2 separate regions of the Callithrix jacchus genome follow, and region 2 is linked to region 1. A link is a contact called in public Hi-C data. All regions are on one chromosome and are shown on one strand. Each heading gives the region's core, a stretch centred on a gene start, on an enhancer-like site or on the middle of the called end of the contact. The rest is flanking DNA. Distances are from core to core; before and after follow the strand shown.

Region 1 (5,362 bases), core at 920-3,419:
CAAACACCTGAAGGTGAATTCAAGTCCTTATCCATTCACTTGGCTTAACTGGACAGCTAGGAACCTGCAACTTCGGTGACTCAATGTCCCCACTCTGGCTCCCTAAGTTAGACCCTGAATTGATTCCAGGAATCCATGCGTCCAGGTAAACACTACATTTCCTAGGCTGCCTTGCAGTTGAGGTGGCCAGTGAGGTGTCAGCAGAAGTGACAGGTGGGGCTTCCAGGAAATACCCTCAAAAGCTAACTCAGTTGGGGCTGGGAGATGTGGGAGCTAGTTCCCTTTGGCCTTTGTCCCTGGCTCTCTTCCCAGATTGATTGTGGGATATTGGGGCTTAGTCAGCCTTCTTGTCATCCTCGGGATGGAGGCTATGCACCAAGGGCAGGGAGCAGAAATACCAAAGGCTGTGGATTGCAAACTTCAGATATTCGTGTTTATGTATTTTCCACCCAGGAACATCTACATCTACAATAGCACTGAGTCTGTAGGGAGGGTCATGGCTTGTCAGTCTGAAACCGCATAAGGCCTCCAGGCACATGCTTTGTGTCCAAGCAGCTTGGTGTGTTTAAGGCACATCACAGCATGGGAGAATGTGGGAGAGGTCACATTCATCCATTCAAAATGCAGGGAGGTTCCTATTCTAACTCAGCATCACTTACAGGGGTGAACCTAAAGCTGGGCAGTGAGGAAGGAAAGGAAAAAGAAAGTTTATGAAGACAGGCAGTGTTGTTTGAACTGGTAAGTTGCATGTAAATCACAATAAAAGATAGTCTATATATCACTAACACAGAAGAGATGGCCTCCCTGAGGATGTGGCCTTTGGGCCTCCAGGCAATTTTCAGCTCTCCTAGTCTAGGGGCGAGGTACCTGCACCACCCTCAGCTTTCCCTAGAATTTATCAGCAGCCAGCATGTGTCAGGGGAGACATAGTTGACTTAGCCCTGAGGCTGAAATCCTGGATGTTCTCCGGAGGGCAGTGATTGTGAAGAACAAGCTATTGTCTGGTCCCCGGAGGTCATGCCTTAAAGCCTCCTGATGAGGCAAGTTTACAGATCCACGCTCCCCTAGCCAGCAGTGACACCCACACTTGGCAGTGAGAAGTAGGGCTGTAACTTACAGTGTGAGCCCCAGGAAAGGGATTTATCTTAAAGAAAAAAGAGAGGAGAGTGAATGACCTCATCCTTAGCTGGGAAGCTCTGCCGTGCCCTGGTAGACAGTCACTTCCTGGAAGTGACTTTGTAGAAAGCAAACTTTGGCGGTCTTAGCGCATAGGGAGGCCTGGGAAAGCCCAGGGAAGCAGAAATCTGGTCTGTGAGGCCGAGGAGGAGGCCCCTTCTCCTGACCCGACATGTGGGGCTTGGCCAGGTAGCTCCAGGCTTGGTTCTCCCGAAGGCTTGGCCTCCTGCTCAGGTTACTCTCAATCTATCAGGAACTGACTGCCCATGGCACACACAGTGGAGAGACCCTGAAACCAGCGGGGAGCAGGTCTAAGGTGAGGCAGGTGCTCTCAGGTTAAAAATAGGGGAAGAATCTGAAGCACAATTGCAGAAGGGCCCCCAGGACAGTTAAAGGTCAAGATGGAGGTGAAACTGGAACTGGAAGGTGAGTATGGAGCCCAGAGTTACCAAGGTTCCGGAGCAGCTGATGGTTTCTGAACAAGCTCCAGGCTCTTCACAGTTCTGTGAAAGCCGCTGGAATTGATTCCGTTACCAGCCGTGAATGGGACACAATTCCTAACCCATGCACTTGTTCAGCTGGGCCCCTCCTTGCAGGAGGGCTCACCTCTGGGCAGGTGCTGGGGACACAAGACAGATAAGAAGGCAACTTTGTACTTTTCAGGGAGGGGACAGGAATGGGCAAGAACCGATAAACGAGCCGGCAAAGAAAGGGCCACAGAATTCCAGGTGGCAGTAAGTACCAGAACCACGGTACCTAATAGTGATAGGTAAATAAAGTACTCTAGTGGATCAAACAGCAGGGAATGTTTGCTATTTTAGGTAAGTAATCGAGGAAGGTGTCTCAGAATGAGGACAGTGAATGGTGACATAGAACCTTTGGGGAGGCTGTAGGAGGAAAATGCCCCCCCCCCCACAAGTCCCCCGGTCCCCGGTCGGGTATCACTGACCCTCTGGCCAGCGCAGGCCGGGGTATGAGCCCCCGGGGCTGGGAGCCGCGCCTCGGCGAGTACAGTTCTGGGAGTTTGCGCCAGGTTCCCGCCGCACAGGGCCGCGCCCCCGCAGTCGCCAGGCAGGCAGGAGCGCTGCGGCTCCGCCCTGGGGCCGTGCTGAACCAAACAGCCCCAGGACTGCAGGCCTCTTCCGCAGCTTGCCAGCCACAAACAGGCCCAGTACAGGCCGAGCCAGCGCCCCGCCCTGAGCCCCGCCCACACCCGCCTCCGCACCCAAGCTCCGCCCACTCCACGGCCCTGCAGTCCGCCGCAGTCTCATCTCGCCCTCCCGGCTTGGGGAGGACCCTGCTGGATTTTGAGGGGGTGGAAACTACTCTTCCCCCAGGAATCGAGAGCAGAGGCCGGGCGCGGTGGCTCGCGTCTGTAGTCCCAGCACTTTGGGAGGCCGAGGCGGGCGGATCACCTAAGGTCAGGAATTCGAGAATAGCCTGGCCAACACAGTAAAACCCCGACTCCACTAAAAATGCAAATTAGGCTGCGTGTAGTGGCGCGCGCCTGTAGTCCCAGCTACTCGGGAGGCTGAGACAGGAGAACTGCTGGAACCCAGGAGGTGGAGGTTGCACTAAGCCGAGATCGCGCCATTGCACTCCAGCCTGGGCGACAAAGTGAGGCTGCGACTGAAAAAAAAAAAAGGAATGAAATGGAGTGCTGGGGCGCTGTTCCTCGGCGAGGTTGCCCTGCGCCTACTCCTCCCCATTCCTGGCAGGTATCCAGGTTACAGAATGAGGGTCTGTGGTGCGACAGAGAGAATGAGGCACTGATACACCCATCAACCTGCTCAGATCCCGGGGAGTTACGCTAGTGAGAGAAACCAGTCCCAAAATCACAGGCAGATGATCTATTTCACCGAAGGACGGAGGAGAGAAATGCAGGACCCATCAACCGTGCCCAAGAGTTAGGGAAGCGGGTGGGTGTGGCTTTAAAAGGAGCAACGCAGGGGGTGCCTGTTTAGGAACTCTGCGTCCCGCGGAACGCAACACGCTGTTGAGAAACCGGACCGTCCTTTGTGAGATGCCATCTCTGGGGAAACCGGATAAAGGGTGCATGGTTCCAAAGAAAAAGTCCGATTAAAGTAAAATGGTAAGGCCAAGGAAATGCCTAGAAAATTGAAAATCTTGGAACCAGAGCCGGTGGGGTTTGAGGGGGACGGTGCTGGTGAACAGTTTGGGCCGATTGTCTCTTTTTCTAGCTCTTGCTGGCTTTTGTCACCTCATTTGGCAGCCACCTGCCACTGTGACCTCCCTACGTCCCCTCTACAAACTCTGTACCTTGATTTCTGGTGTCCCGGGATGGCCCCACTCCAACAATAGAGCAGAGGAAGGTTTCCCCTGTGTTCAGAATGTTCCTAACGAAAATAACTGCAACTGTTGATCGTACTTCCTATGGGTCATTGGGATTTTCCCTCGCAGATATTTATTGGGTCATTCATTTGTTCATTTTGCTTTAACTCAACATCTCCATGCTAAGGTGCAGTGCTGGCATTGGTCTGTGTGTTAATGATGTTCTTCTTGTCTTCAGAGGTGAGAATGTGGCCTCTCTCTGAGATGCCCTTTGCCCCTGAGCTCCCCAGAGGGGAACAGCTTGCCTTGTATTGAGTCCAGATCCTGGGAACAGTTTTCATTTAGGAATGGCGCGTCCATCGCGCAAGTCTATAATGCCACCTCGTGGCAGCAAGGAGAGATCACAACGTGGGCTGAGCGAGTTGCCTCCTGCTTGGGGTTGGAAGCTGGACTGGCCGAGTTCCCTGGGTTTTTGAATGGTAAGTTGAATTGTGGTAGATTTCAGGACAGTTCGGTAAAAGCCCATCCTCAATAAATAAAATAATAAAGGAAAGTAAAATAAAATAACAGAACTTCCTGCTAATGTGCTATTGGGGCTGAGCAATTACTGCAAATAAATGAGATGTGACCATATTTGTATCCTGAGTTTGAGGAGGCGGTCATGCTATTGAAACGAGACAGAGTCAGCTCCAATGACAAACATAATGTGTGGGGGTTTCCAGATTCTCACTTTTCACTTAATCCCTAGCCTTAGTGAAATGCAAAAGTAGGAGTCGGCATTCTGGGCAGGGAGGCAGGTGAGGCAGGTGCACATTTCCTCTTCTCCCCAACACCCCATGTTACTATTTCTGAATAAAATGGACCATCGTGGAGCTAAGGTAAGGCTAACCAAACTAGCTGAGCCACCTCCTGAAGAGATCAGTGCTTTTGCTTTTATTTAATGAGATTTCTTTCCCTTCTGCTACCAGCATCCCCACTCCTTTGGGAAGCTGACTCTTAATAACAGAGTGCTTTGTACCTTTTAATTTTGTTTTTGTGTAGCCAAATATGTACAACATAAGATATGTTTGTTTTATCCATTCTTAAGGAGCAATAATTACATTGACAATGTTGTGCAACCTTTCCTGCTATTTATTTCCAAAACCTTTTTCAACAGAACAAATAGAAACACAGTATTCATTGGATAATAACATCCCATTCCCCCCTCCTCTCATCCCTGGTAGCCTCTCATCTACTTTCTGTATGATTTGTCTGTCCCATGTACTTCATATGAGTGGAATCTCCCAAAATGGGCCTTTACACCCAGCTTATTTCCGTTGAAAACCTGGTTGGCAAGTTTTGTTAGTGTTGTAATATGAGTCCAAATTTCACTTTTTTTTTGGCTGAATATTAAAAATCCATGGTTTGAGATTTGTGAATAATGCTGCAATGATTATTGGCATATATGTATCTGTTTGAGTCCCTGCGTTTAATACTTTTGGGTATTTACCCAGGAATGGAATTGTTGGTATTAAAGTAATTCTAGGGTCATCCTATGTTCAGCTTTTTGAAGAATAGCTACAGTGGCTGTGCAACTTTACATTCTCACCACCAATGTATGAAGGTTCCAATTTCTCCATGTTTTGAATTTATCAGATATATGATATGCAAAAATTTTCCTTCACTCTGTACATTGTCTTTCTTGATAATATTCTTTGATACACCAAATTTCAGATTTGAGTAAAGTACAGGACCAGTGGGTTTTGTTTAGTTAGTTTTCTTGGTTGTTGTTTTGCCAAAGTTTTTGGTATCATATCTAAGAGCCTCTTACCAAACCCAAGATTATGAAGATTTACTCTTATGTTTTCTCCTAAGGATTTTATGATTTTAGTTTTTATATTTAGGTCATTGCTAG
Region 2 (5,198 bases), core at 2,013-4,512, 59 kb before region 1:
CCAGAGGTTTCCTCCTACTTGAGGCCAGAGATGGCCCTTGGGGGCCATGGTTGATGCATGGCAATCAACAGTAACAATCTACAACCACCCCTGTCTATCTTTAGATAAAGAGGCAAAAACAAGGAATTCCACAAGAAGGCTGGCTTGGCTTTGCCAGACAACCAAAAGGCAAGTATAGGAGCTGCAAGACTGACAAGGAAGCCTGCACTCCAGCTTGGGGACCTACAGCAAACCTGACTCAAAGGAGATGGCTCCTCAGACAAGTGCCTGTTTGCAACAACAACAAAAAAGCAAAAAAAAGGACGTGGCTCTTCAGGGAGCCTGAGCACTCAGTTTTCACTCTAACAGCGTGAAGATGTTGAGAGGCTAACGACAAAAGCATACCTGTTTTTACATAGCCAAAGATCCCCCGGGAAGCAACCAGTGCTGTGTAGCCATAGCCCAACCAAAGCAAAGGCACTCTGAAAACACCAGGGGGAGAAGTCAGTGCCAACCAGGCTTTGGAAACAAACCATACTGTCATAGGATGGAACTACAAGGTAATCATTCCTGCCAGGTGGGGTGGCTCATGCCTGTAATCCCAGCACTTTGGGAAGCCGAGGCAGGTGGATCATGAGGTCAGGAGATAGAGATCATCCTGGCCAACATGGTGAAACCCCATCTCTACTAAAAATACAAAAATTAGGCTGGGCGCGGTGGCTCAAGCCTGTAATCCCAGCACTTTGGGAGGCCGAGGCGGGTGGATCACGGGGTCAAGAGATCGAGACCATCCTGGTCAACATGGTGAAACCCCGTCTCTACTAAAAATACAAAAAATTAGCTGGGCATGGTGGCACATGCCTGTAATCCCAGCTACTCAGGAGGCTGAGGCAGGAGAATTGCTTGAACCCAGGAGGCAGAGGTTGCGGTGAGCCGAGATCACGCCATTGCACTCCAGCCTGGGTAACAAGAGCAAAACTCCCTCTCAAAAAAAAAAAAAATACAAAAATTAGTCAGGCGTGGTGGCGCACACCTGTATTCCCAGCTACTTAGGAGGCTGAGGCAGGAGAATCACTTGAACCTGGGAGGTGGAGGTTGCAGTGAGCCAAGATTGTGCCACTGCACTCCAGTGTGGTAACAGAGCGAGACTCCATCTCATAAAAAGAAAAGGTAATCATTCCTGACATGTCTTATCACTGAAAATAAGGCCCACAGAGGTTGAATGACTTTCTGAAAGTCACACAACTCAGCAAAACCAGAGCTGGGACTCAAATCCAACACAGGTCCAGTGATCCTCCCGTCGCCCATGCTGCCCCAGGCAGTCTACTTTTAGGGTTTTCAGCTGAGGAAAGGAACTCTGGTTTCCAGAAGCTCCTGGCTACTCCATTGACATTTACTGTCCACTCACATTGGGATGAAGCCCTTCTCCATTCTTCTGTTTTCTGTCCAGACAGGAGACTACCCCAGGCCTGCACCTGCAGGAAACAGGCTGGATCAGAGGCGGTTAAAAGCACAGCTCTCCAGCAGTCAGAAAGAAGTGTGTCCAACCTGCAAGCTACGCAACCTAAGTCTCAGCATCCTTCACTGTACCATGGGGATAACACTGCTACCAATTTCCTGAGGCTGTTGTGAGCATTCGGGGTGGGGGGGGGGGTCACAGGTAAAGGTGCTTAGCACATAGTAAACGCTGAACAGATGCCGACCATTGTCATCAAAACCTCAATTCTAATCACAGCAAACTGAGCAGGACCCACTGACCAGCTCTACAATCAGGTAACGTGTTAGCCATTTCATCAGCTAACCATACCATCACTAAATCGGAAAGCAAGTACACCCATGCCCTTAATCCAACTACTTTAACGTCTCTTTTTGGGGGAGGTAGGGGTGTTGCTTTTTGTCCCTGCCAAAACACCCAATTTCAATACTCAACTTTTTTAGAAACTTCTGCATCCAACTCACAGGTTTTTTTGGTGGGGGAGGGGGATGGAGTCTCGCTATGTCGCCCAGGCTTGAGCGCAGTGACACGGTCTCGGCTCACTGCAACCATTGCTTCCCTGGTTCAAGCAATTATCCTGCCTCAGCCTCCTGAGTAGCTGGGATTAGAGGAATGCGCCACCACGCCCGGCTAATTTTTGTTTATTTTATTTTATTTTTTGAGACGGAGTTTCGCTCTTGTTACCCAGGCTGGAGTGCAATGGCGCGATCTCGGCTCACCGCAACCTCCGCCTCCTGGGTTCAGGCAATTCTCCTGCCTCAGCCTCCTGAGTAGCTGGGATTACAGGCACACGCCACCATGCCTAGCTAATTTTTTGTATTTTTAGTAGAGACGAGGTTTCACCATGTTGACCAGGGTGGTCTCGATCTCTTGACCTCGTGATCCACCCGCCTCGCCTCCCAAAGTGCTGGGATTACAGGTTTGAGCCACCGCGCCCGGCCCAATTTTTGTATATTAGTAGAGACAGGGTTTCACCATCTAGGCTGGTCTTGAACTCTTCACCTCGTTACGCCCGCTTCGGCCTCCCAAAGAGCTGGGATTACAGGTGTGAGCAACAGCGCCCAGCCCCTACTCACAGATACAGTTAGCAGGACGGATAAAATATAGGGTGGATAAGGGAAGGGTAAAATATAAGGAAACCCTAGTCATAGTCACATCTGACGCTGCGCCCTTGGAAAAACAGAGCTCTTGTGTTAATTAACAAAAGACGTTGTGTGCGGTCTCCTGTATCAGTGTGGATCCAGCAGCTCTCCAAGAAGTCACATTTGCATGGGGGTTGAGTTGACGGTTCTTATTGTGATATGTAAGCCCCCGAGACCAAACCGGAGGGCTGATTTAGGGTTTTCTGTTTGTCTTTTGGGTTTTTATTTCACTTTCTTTTGGTACCCTTTCTCCATTTACAGCCAAATCAGTTTCATGATGTTCAAAACTTTTGCTGATGTCAAATGGAGAAAATGAACAGAAAAAGATTCTTACAAAGTTATAAAATTTAAAACTGAAAAAATAAAAAGAAAAACAGAGCTCTTATTTTCTTACAGAAAACTATCTTGTATCTAGTGAGCCTAACAAGATGGAAAGCAACACACACCCCGTTTATTTTGTTTAAAGAATCAGGCCGGGCAAGGCTAAAGTGGGAGCCTGGTTTGAGCTCTGGAGGCAGAGGCTGAAATAAGACATATTCTGCGCTCCAACCTGGGCGACAGAGCGAGACCCTCCCTCAAAAAAAAAAAAAAAACAATGAATTAAATTTCCATAAAACGAGGAAGGGCAGGGGGCTTGGGATCTCGCCCACAGTTCTTAACCGGAGGCCGCAATGAGTTAGTGAGGCTTTTAAAGAGATGGAATAATGAGATTATTCCCCAAGAGTCCGCACCGATCTTCCGAAGGCATGCACGGTCCACACCGGCACAGAAGCAGCGGGGCAGGGTAGCCAGGCCTAGCCAGAAACGCGGCAGCTTGCGCTCTGCCTCCCGGGGGCGCGACAGGGCGGGGAGAGGGGCAGAGCGTTGTGGCGCGTGCGCAGTGTACCGAGAGAGGGACCGGCAGGGAATAGGGACGGCGGCAGCGGACCTAGAGCCGCTGAGCAGCTACAGCAAGCGCCTTGCATCCCGGGGGCGGGGAGTAGGGCGGGGCATCGCGGCGCGCCAGGAAGTCACGGGAACGGGTCGGGGAATCTCTGCTTCCTCTGTCCCCAGGCTCACCGCGTGCAGGGCCGACCAGCACCAGTCCCCAGGTTCTATCCTGAGTGGCCAAAAGCCAGAAACACAGAGTTGGAATTGGGTCTTGCACAAGCTGGATCACGTGAGCTGCGCCAGGCCGGAGGTGGAGACCACAGCTGCGGGAGGAGAGCTTCTGAGGCTGGATTCTGAAGAATCCCATTAATAGAGGGATAAGTTACAGGGTATAAGACCAGATACTAGCCGTCAGGGAGGGTTGTCACTCAAGCCCGATCTCGTTTGTTTACACCAGAAAGGGCCTGCCTTCTACCTGCAAGAAAGCGTGGCAGCTGCAGAATAATGTGGCTCACTGCCAAATATCCGTTTGTTTTAGGGAGTGAGGCTACTTGAGAATGATCTTAAAGGGGGAGAGAGAGCAAGTTAAATCTGATCTCCACCCAGCTCTGTGGATCCCAAATGTCCACAGCGTGACGTTATCTCCATTCCCACCTCCGAGCAGCTCCTCTTCTGTTTCCTGCACCACCATTCGCTCGGTTGGTCTACTCTAAAATTTGCTGTCATCGTTGACTTCTCCCTCTCCTTCATCCCGTGCAAGTAACAATATAGACAAATCTGATCAATAGCATCATCAGGGAATAAAGCAAATTGTAGCGCATATTCTTAAAGAAAAACGTTCCACTTGCCGCAGCACCAACCTTCCAGATAGCAAAATTGAAGCCCGTGTTTATCACAGCTGATTCTAACCAGCCAAAGCTGATAATCACTAAGAACTTGCGGCAACTGCAGTATGCCAGACCTTCACTTTAATTGAGGACTTTCCTGAACAATTAATGAGGAGACTTGTCTTAACCGGCAGAGAATGGCTTTAGAAACTCATTCTTCCCTATGTAGGCGCAAGCCTCAAACCTTAATTAGGGTCATCCATCATGATTCTGGCACCCTCTCCCCTACCTTATACTTGAAGAAATTCCAGCTCAGAGAATTGTATTACCTACAGCCCTCTTCACTGGTAGAGCTATTATGTAACGTAAGGTCTGAAATACAAAAAGTAGCCAGGCGTAGTGGCGCACTCCTGTAATCCAGGTACTCAGGAGGCTGGGGCAGGAGAATCGCTTGAACTCGGGAGGCGGAGGTTGCAGTGAGCCAAGATCGTGCCATTGCACTCCAGCTTGGGCAACAAGAGCGAAGGTACATCTCAAAAAAAAAGAAAAGAAAAAGAATCCAGAAGTAAACTATATTTATGTCAACTGGTTGAACTCCTTCACACTAATATTAATGCAAGATAGATAGAACATAAGAACATAGACATATATGCCACAGCTGAAACTACAAAACTCATTAAAGAAAATATAAACATAAAACTTGATTACCTGGGATTAGGCAAAGCCTTCTTAGATATAAAACCAAAAGCACCAGCAACAAAAGAAAAAACAAACTGGACTTCATCAAAATTAAAGACTTGTGCTTTAAATGGATACCAACCAAATAGTGAAAAGACAACTCACAGAAGGGGAGAAATATTTGCAAATCACATACCTGATCATGGA

What was found. Hi-C and Micro-C count contacts between places; a contact is called where the count stands out from the background.
Region 2: a Hi-C map of skeletal muscle shows a contact between it and region 1, with 2.4 times the contacts expected there. The contact joins two enhancer-like sites. A contact is called at or near these places in 3 of 3 Hi-C or Micro-C datasets (induced pluripotent stem cells and skeletal muscle).

What each region holds. Positions count from the first base shown.
Region 1 is chr4:27,586,053-27,591,414 of calJac240_pri, reverse strand. No RefSeq gene overlaps it. Among named protein-coding and RNA genes, the nearest start is that of RIPK1, 13 kb to the right of the region's middle. Within about 2 kb of position 2,169, at least 10 of the 16 cell types and tissues checked have an H3K27ac peak or open chromatin away from gene starts, as enhancers often do. A contact at or near this core is called in skeletal muscle, where this site is marked.
Region 2 is chr4:27,646,670-27,651,867 of calJac240_pri, reverse strand. It overlaps LOC100895108, which reads right to left. Exons shown (of 10, transcript XM_078370881.1): 4 at 1,388-1,454; 5 at 385-461. Among named protein-coding and RNA genes, the nearest start is that of NQO2, 7.7 kb to the right of the region's middle. Within about 2 kb of position 3,262, at least 13 of the 16 cell types and tissues checked have an H3K27ac peak or open chromatin away from gene starts, as enhancers often do. A contact at or near this core is called in skeletal muscle, where this site is marked.